2 separate regions of the Sus scrofa genome follow, and region 1 is linked to region 2. The links are chromatin contacts, called in public HiChIP or PLAC-seq maps. All regions are on one chromosome and are shown on one strand. The core of a region is the stretch at or near the end of the contact, and the rest is flanking DNA. Distances in the headings are between cores, read along the strand shown.

Evidence for each region. HiChIP or PLAC-seq counts read pairs in DNA pulled down with a chosen protein or histone mark.
Region 1: a contact with region 2 is called in an H3K27ac HiChIP or PLAC-seq map of alveolar macrophages. The contact joins two enhancer-like sites. A contact is called at or near these places in 4 of 5 promoter capture datasets (fetal liver, fetal skeletal muscle, liver and 1 more), 38 of 47 Hi-C or Micro-C datasets (adipocytes, adipose tissue, alveolar macrophages and 19 more) and 2 of 2 datasets of contacts at active chromatin or transcription factors (alveolar macrophages and skeletal muscle).

The regions. Positions count from the first base shown.
Region 1 is chr1:161,136,154-161,140,696 of Sscrofa11.1, reverse strand. No RefSeq gene overlaps it. Among named protein-coding and RNA genes, the nearest start is that of PMAIP1, 50 kb to the left of the region's middle. Within about 2 kb of position 1,941, at least 6 of the 83 cell types and tissues checked have an H3K27ac peak or open chromatin away from gene starts, as enhancers often do. A contact at or near this core is called in alveolar macrophages, where this site is marked.
Region 2 is chr1:161,226,103-161,230,751 of Sscrofa11.1, reverse strand. No RefSeq gene overlaps it. Among named protein-coding and RNA genes, the nearest start is that of PMAIP1, 40 kb to the right of the region's middle. Within about 2 kb of position 1,496, at least 1 of the 83 cell types and tissues checked has an H3K27ac peak or open chromatin away from gene starts, as enhancers often do. A contact at or near this core is called in alveolar macrophages, where this site is marked.

The DNA.
Region 1 (4,543 bases), core at 692-3,191, 90 kb after region 2:
ATAACGTAGCTTATATAATAGTTGTACTTTCTATGTGCCGGAGACAGTTCTAAGTGCTTTGCAGATATTGCCACATATGTTTCTTCTTGAAAACTCCATGAGGTAGGTACTGTTTGTATAATAACCATTTTATAGATGAAGAAATAGAGGCATAGGAAATCAAGTAAATCTCCCTAGTCTGGTTGAGTCTGCTTCTAATTGCTATATATCCTGCCTCTCTGAAATAAAAACAGGACCTATTTATTACATGACTCTACCCCAACATATTTTGAAAAATGACCGTTATGCCTTTTTTTTCCTTTTTTTTTGGTTTTTAGGGCCACACCTGCGACACATGGAGGTTCCCAGGCTAGGGGTCCAATTGGAGCTGTAGCTGCCAGCCTATACCACAGCCATAGCAATGCCAGATCCAAGCCACAACTGTGACCTACACCACAGCTCATGGCAACGCTGGATCCTTAACCCACTGAGCAAGGCCAGGGATTAAACCTGCATCCTCATGGATACTAGTTGAGTTTGTTTCTGTTGGGCTACAGTGGGAACTCCTCCATGGATCTTTTAGATTTCTGCAATCTGTCCATGAAGGTTCCTGCCCTAAATGTTGTGTGTTTTCTTTAGGCCTCTTATTCAGTCAACTACTCAAAAACACATCCAAGAAACAAATATACAAAAAAGCATCCCTAAATGAATAACAAATCAACAAGTATTACTACTCCCACCTCTGTTCAGGTAATAAAATAGCCTTCAATAAAAGCAAAATGGAGTTCCCTGGTGGTCTAGCAGGTTAGGGATCCAGGTTGTCATAGCTGTGGCTCGGGTCACACTGCCCTGGTGTGGGTTTGATTCCTGGCCCAGAACTTCTACATGCCATGGGTGTAGTCAAAAAAAAAAAAAAAAAAAAGATCTCAAGCAAATAAATAGTACTTAGTGTAGCTGCTGAGAATGCCTCTCTACTTATTGGTCAGGGAAAAAAATGAATATTTTTGAAGGTGAAGAAAAGAAAAGGTTAAGTTGGATTTTGTACTATAAAAAATAGTGAAGTGGAATTCCCACTGTGGCACAGCGAGTTAAGGATCCTGAATTGTCTCTGCAGTAGCTCGAGTCACTGCTGAGGGCTGGGTTTGATTCCTGGCCCAGGCATTTCTATATGCCATGGGTGCAGCCAAAAAAAAAAAAGGTAAATTATAAAATAAATTTTAAAAACATTTTTATTCAACGTGCTTGAAATAAATATGAAGTTATGGTATGTCCATAATAAACTTCAATTATATGGAAGTTTCATCTCTTCATCCCTGTTTACCTTTCAGAAGATGTTGGATAAATGTATTGTTCTGTATTTTATTGACCTCTGTGTGTGCTTTAGTTTTTTGAAAGGGAATTAGCCTCATTTGATCTGAGCCTCACTGATGATAAGACAGCAATTTTTCATTGAGTCTGCACCAAAGCAAATGACATAAATATATTGAAGAATATTAAAGAAAAAAATCTCATTATATATAAAGATACATTTAAACTATTTTCCCATAAAAAGTAGCTACTTCAAAGCTATTAAAAATCACTTGAGGAGTTCCCATTGTGGCTCAGCATGTTAAGAACCCGACTAGTATCCGTGAGGATGGGGGTTCGATCCCTGGCCTCACTCTGTAGGTCACAGACAAGGCTCTGATCCCATGCTGCTATGGCTGTGCTATAGGCTGGCAGCTGTAGCTCCAATTCAGCCCTTAGCCTGGGAACCTCCCTGTGCTGTGAGTGTGGCCCTAAAAAAGGAAGAAAAAAAAAGTCTCTTAAAAAATACTGAAAGCCGGGAAAGATGCCTCGTGTTCTTCATACACTTTTCCCACGTGTAACCTCGGTTTGTGGTCAGCATTACGCTACATTCGTGTAAAGCAAAATGACCACCACAAGAAGAATATTTTAAACATGCCAGAGATTTCCCTATGAGTCTGTCATTTTCAACTATTTTGTGGTAAATGATTTCCAATTGCACTGACTCATTTTCTAACCCTCCCATCCCTTCCCCTTTTCACTCTCCTTTCAACTCTCAAGTTTGTGAGGCTGTTACCTATATAATGTTCTTATCAGAACTGCCATTTTGCAAAACACTATTTTCTAACAACAAGTTTGGAAAGAAAGAAACCTACCTATTTACATTAAGACTTCTAATGGGGGAGGTGGGGATTAGAGAAATAGAAAAGGGAAACTGAGGTACCAATTTCCAATTACAAAATAAGTGAGTCATGAGGATGAAAGAAACAAGTGTGGGGAATACGGTTAATAATGATGTTATTGCTTTGTGTGGTGACAGATGGTAACTAGACTTGTGATCATTTTGTAATATCTAGAAATACTGAATCACTGTGATAAAAACCAGGAACTGAAATAGTGTTAAGGGTCAATTAGACTTCTAGAAATTATTCCCTGCAGCAAATTCTTTTTTTTGTGTATGTGTGTGTGTGTCTTTTTGCCATTTCTAGGGCCACTTCCTGTGGCATATGGAGTTTCCCAGGCTAGGGGTCGAATCGGAGCTGGAGTCGCCGGCCTACGCCAGAGCCACGTGGGATCTGAGCCACGTCTGTAACCTACACCACAGCTCACGGTAACGCTGGATCCTTAACCCACTGAGCAAGGGCAGGGATCGAACCCGCAACCTCATGGTTCCTAGTCGGATTCATTAACCACTGAGCCATGATGGGAACTCCTGGAGTAAATTCTAATTTCTGGAATCAGACAAGAATCCCGGAGGTGAATTCTTTTGCCCTGGTGACTTTACAAGGTGCTGGTAGAAAATAAAACCAGGTTGGGATTATGTCTTACCTAAGATCTGTAAACTTGAAGAAAGTTGCTTTGGAACATTTCTGAGTTAGATTTTTCTGGCAAGCTGATTTTTTTTTTTTCTGCAGCTATCAAAACTTTTAGGTGGTCATATGTTAAATATGTAAATTGAATACAAGATGTTGTTACTGTACTTAGAGGTTTTTTTGTTTGTTTGTTTTTGCTTTTTAGGGCCACACCTGAGGCATATGGAAGTTCCCAGGCTAGGGATCGAATTGCAGTTGTAGCCACCAGTCTACACCACAGCCACAGCAATGTGGGATCTGAGCCTTGTCTGCCACCTATACCACAGCTCACGGCAATGCCAGATCCTTAACCCACTGAACAAGGCCAGGGATCAAACCCACAACCTCAGGGTTCCTAGTCGGATTTGTTTCTGCTGTGCCACAATGGGAACTCCTGTAGTTAAAGTCTTTTCTGTCCAACTGTAGATTTTTCATGTTCTTGAGATGCAAGTTTTAGAAATAAAATTTAAAATGTAAATTAGTTGTAATATTTATAAATTCATCCTTTTTTTAAAATACAGAAACATTTAATGATTGTCAGAAATAGGCACTGGAATTAAAAGTTTCTCAAGGGTATATAGTCCTATATTTCAATCTTTAAAAAAATTTTTTATTGGAGTATAATTTACTTACAATGTATTAGTTTCAAGTGTGCAGCAAAGTGAATCAGTTATACATATATCCATTCTTTCCTCCATATAGTTTATTACAGACTATTGAATAGATTCCCTGGCTGTAAGTAAGTTCTTGTTAAGTATTTTATATGCAATCGTGTGTATATGTTATTCCCATATTCTAATTTATCCTCCCCCTCTATACTTCAATCTTAAAGATGATGCTAATAGTATTAGGAAAAACACCCGAATACCTTAGGGACTTATGTAATGTTGCCTCATTAAATCAAAGTTGTTAGTAAATCTAGTGGTCTAGTGCCACCTTGTGACTGAAATGCTCAATGGCATCATGTTAGATTTCAGTAAGTACTTTACTTCTCAAAGATTCAGTAATTCATTCAGTTCCTGATGTTGGTAATTGGATGGACTGTGTCTACCAATAGGGGGATAAGCCATTCCTGCTTTCCCAAGACTTAGGGGCTTCCAGGGACACCTAGAACCTCAAAGTTTAAATCTAGTATAGTCCCAGATAAAGCTGAACCATTTGGTTCCTTACCTACTAAGTACAAAGCCCTGCCTGGACACCGTGGATGTAGCACTGAATAAGAGAGACAAAGCCGCTGTTTATGGAGTAAGTGTTATTGTGGTTGGGGGAACATAGACCATGTATAACCATGTAACGTATCAGATAGCTCTACATTACACAGATAACCAAAACAGGTTAACGTAATTGAAAGTCACTTGGTGGCTCTTTAGGTTGTGTGCTTGGCGGTGGAGGAGGTAACATTTAAACTGAGAGCCAAATGACATGCAGGAGATGGTCCTATGAAGATAGAAGAAAGAATAGTCTGGGTAAAGAGCAAAGTTAGAACAGAGTCCCTAGGTTAGGGATAAGCTTAGTGTGTCTAAGGAAACCAAAGGAACAAATATGACTTGAGTATAGTGAGTGTGCTTCCTGGGGCTTCCTAACAAATTATGTCAAACTAGATAGCTTAAAATAGTAGAAATTTGGAGTTCCCACTGTGGCATGGTGGGTTCAGAATCTGACTGCTGCAACTCAGGTGCCAGTTCAATACCTGGCCCAGCGCAGTG
Region 2 (4,649 bases), core at 247-2,746:
GACCCAGAGCCCCGGATGACCATTGATGTGTTTACCATCAATACAGATTTGTTCCACCTCCTTTATAATGGGATATAAATGAAAGTATGTCCAGCTTATTTCACACTGCATGATGTTTTTGAGACAAAAAGTGTGGTTCCATGAATCAGTAGTTCATTTCTTTTTATTCATGGGTAATATTTCAGCATGGGTTTTAAGAAAACAATTTTTAACAAAATGTGAAATTTCATTTATTTACTGTTTAAGTCACCAATTGTATTTATTCTTTTTGATTTGATTTGATTTATTTTGGGCCGTGCCTATCGCACAGGGAAGTTCCCAGGCCAGGGATCAAACCCCAAGCTACAGCAACCATCCAAGCCACTAAAGTGATAACACTGCGTCCTTAACCTGCTGTGTCACAAAAGGACTCCTGCTTAATTTTAAATATAGCACTTTTTTAATCTAAAAAAAAGTACTTGTTCATCTATTTATTTAAAAAATACAAAAAAATACAAAGAAGATGGTAAAAATTACCTACAATTCAAATTCAGAGACAACCACTGTGAACATTCTATCTAGTATTCATTCTTGCAGACATCTTCCTGTGTTATACATATACAAACATGCACAGACATATATCTTTAATAAATACAAAACTTTTATTTATTTATTTATTTATTTTGCTTTTTAGGGCCACACCCTCGGCATATGGAGGTTTCCAGGCTAGGGGTTGAATCGAAACTGTAGCTGCTGGCCACAGCAATGCCAGATCCGAACTGCATCTGTGACCTACAACACAGCTCAGGGCAACACAGGATCCTTAACCCACTGAGCGAGGCCAAGGATCGAACCCGCATCCTCATGGATGCTAGTCAGATTCGTTAATTGCTGAGTCACAATGGGAACTCTTATTTATTCTTATAATCTGTTTTCACTCAGCAATTTATTGTCAGGTACAGATCTACAATATTCCACTGTATGTATGAACCATATTTATTTAATCAGATGTTTATTTTGGAACATTGGTCATTTTCAATGTTTTCCTTGTAAACTATGAATGTTCTCCTATATACATACATCTTTCGGCTTTTGTGTGAATAGATTCTTCATAATAATGATGGAATCCCTAGGTCAAACAATATTAACATGTCACATGTTGAACCCTATGGCCAAAGTATCTTCTTGAAAGGTTATACCCACTTCTTCTCCCAGAAATAGATCTTGCTTATTCATTTTTCATGTGCCTTTCCTGAGTTTGGGCAGTATTTCAAATTTTGCCAGTAAGTAAAAACAACAAACAAAACCTGTAGTTATGTGTGAGATTCCCATCTTATTTTGTACCTTTTAATTGACTAATCTTCTAATTATTTCTACAAGATGATTAGGAGACTAGATATCTTTTTGGCAGGACTAGTTTTACACACTGAAATGGGTACAGATCTACTCCTGATTGTGTTTCAGTGTACTTTTCTCCACCTTTTCCACTGCCATGATTTGGCCACTAGAGGGCAGAAATGCTGCAGAAACATAATCTTGGACTGGAACACTTGCCAGAAAGCTTAATAACTAGGCTGCTCCAAGATGGCCTTTAGCATCCCTAGATCATAATTAGCTTTCCCGCCTTTAAGATGTCGTTTGGAATGATAACCAGTGGTATCTGTGTCTAGATTTGTGGTATCTACTTTATACATAAGAGTTATTCTGGTAACCTCAAACAACTTCTCAAAGGAGTATTTTAAAATTTTATTTTGGAGTTCCCAACATGGCTCAGAGCTAACCAACCCGGCTAGTATCCGTGAGGATGAGGGTTCCATCCCTGGCCTCGCTCAGTGGATTAAGGATCCTGTGTTGCTGTGAGCTGTGGTGTAGGCCGGCAGCTGTAGCTCCAATTCAACCCCTACCCTGGGAACTTCCATATGCCATGGAAACGGCCCTAAAAAGGAAGGAAAAAAAAAACCATTTCACTCAAAGATTAATTATATTGTATGTAGCATATGATCCTTACATCAAATCCAAATTAACATTTTAGGTACCCCAGATTTGCAACCTAAGAGACAGAAATTCAGGGTAAAAGAAAATCTGTTCTGACAAAGGGAAATGTAGATTTGAGACCTTTAAACCAGTCACTGGAGCCTTTGATTCCTACATCACTCAGAAGATTGAAGCTGTTGTATAGATATGATGGGTTCTGCCCACTAAAAAGGCTGAAAAATAGTAAAAAGTCAGTAGCAATTTACACGCCAGGCACCCTGGTCTTGTTTTCTAAATCCAATAACTTCCTTATTAAAAGGCATTAGGGGTCCTTGAAAACATGACTGATTTTATGCCTAAAATAAACCACAGGTGAATCTAGAATATCTGCTTGTGCTGAAAGCAATGAGATGCTCAAAGACTGAAGGGATGTGTAATAGGACCCAGCTTGGAAGGGATCCCACTGGCCAAATTTGGGACGTTTTGAGCATCAAAAGAATAATGGCAGTAATGAATACCCACATTTAGAATTCTTTGAAAATTTAAACATTTAAAAATACCAACATCTTTAAAACGTCAATAAAGAATGAAGTTAAGTAGATGGCAGGTGGTAGGAGTCAGGCCTCTCACTGCTGGAACAAGAGGTTACAGATAAGCAAGGGGAGCATGTGGTAATGGACTTGAATTGCCGACATCAGTGTGAACTCATGTTCAGAGTCATGTAGACACAGGTGATTACACAGGGAAATATTTATACATAGGTGTAAATACAGAGTTTAGTATACACACATATATTTCCTTCCTCTGTCGGATGAGAGGGCCTAGAAGGAATGACACTCCAGTGGCAGCTAGCATACGTAGCCCTCAGAGCTTGGTTTCAAATCTCATTCTCCAATTCAAGGCAGCAGAGCTCCTTGGAAAAATGGCTGAGTCTAGGACTCAGCCAGCAACTATACCAGATGAGCCAAGAGCGTCTTACTCCACCAGAAAGTGAGAAAGAGTTTGAAACAAAATTTAAAAAACCTAACCCAAACCCCCACAAGGATGGCAGTATATAAAAGGACACAGGAAGCATTGGAAGATCTCCAGGGCCAACGCTGTTTCAGGTGGAGCAAAAAGTAAATAAAACTGTTTTGGATTATGACCCTAAGTATAAAACGAACATCCATGAATTCATGCTGACATGGTACATGATTGAGAACTGTTAGGTGATAAACTACAACCTAGTATAAAATTTAGAGTTTATTTGAACTAAAATTGATTTGAATGAGGCAGCACCACAGGGGAAGTAGTGAGGAGGATTCCACCAATGGGAGCAGGGAAGGGACTTTTATAGAGAAAAGGTGGAAACAGAGTAAGGAAAATTTTTTTTTTTTTTGGTCTTTCTGCCTTTTCTAGGGCCGCTTCCACGCCGGATCCTAGCCGTGTCTGCAATCTACATCACAGCTCACAGCAGGATCCTTAACCCACTGAGCAAGGCGGGATCGAACCCGCAACCTCATGGTTCCTAGTTGGATTCGTTAACCACTGCGCCACGACGGGAACTCCCAGAGTAAGGAAAATATTGATTGGCTATAACCTAAAGCCTAATTGGCTGTTGATAATTTGTTGTCCTTAGGTTTCAATTTTGTAACTTTGAGGCATTAACAAGCTTAGGTTTTGATTTGCTTCCATAGGCGGCCACAGCATTAAAGCCACCACAGCCTAATGGGCTCCTGTAGAATTAATTTAACACTCCATCAATAAATAGGGGAGAAGAGAGAAATCTCTTGAACAAAGGAATTCCAACTAATTTTTGTAGCTACTCCACCTTTAAGGGAGCATAACTCCCCATTTGTTGATACCATGTACCCTTGCTATGATGTGATGATATGTTATAATGAAAGCATTATTATTAGGAAAATGTCCTTATTCTCAGAAAATACATACTGAAGTATTTAGGGGTGAAGCACTATGATTTCTGCAACTTAATGTTATAGCAAGAAAACGAGTATGTGTATGTGTGTGTGTTTCCATATATTTCCATAATATAATAGTATATGTTTCCATATATATTATATATTTTTTCATATATATATATTACATACACTTATGCATGCATAGAGATAAAGAGAATTGGCAAAGGTTAACAGTCAGTCGATGAATCTGGTGACAGCTATGTTCATTATTATCTTTCTATGCTTCTGGGGATTCCCATTTCCAAAATAAAAAGTTGGGAGAAATAAATTCCAAAACCATGAAATATTTGAAATGTACATATTTAGCAAATACATTTAAAACAAAAATACAATATAATCATGCTAAAATAGGATTTCAAAATCAAACAGTAATTATAGAATCCCTAAAAACGATTGGGGCCCCACAGGCTGTGTGGTCTGATAACAAACACAGGTTTGAAGCTGACTGAGGAACATCTTTCTGTTACCATGAGATGATTTTAGAGCTGGTTCTTTGCAGAGAACATCGAGGATCCAAAAGTGAGGCCTGAAGTTTGAGCCACATTCCCTGCTCCCTGCGGTGCAGACCGAGATTGTGCGGCTCTATTTACACACAATGGTCCCACGCACCCCGACCCTGGAGCTATTCTCTACCTGGGAAATTCCTTCAGTTAAAACATCCCTGCAAGGCAAAGAAGGCCAAAGCAGTGAACTACCTTTCACATGCACAAACATCCCTTTTATGGAGTCTTCCAATCC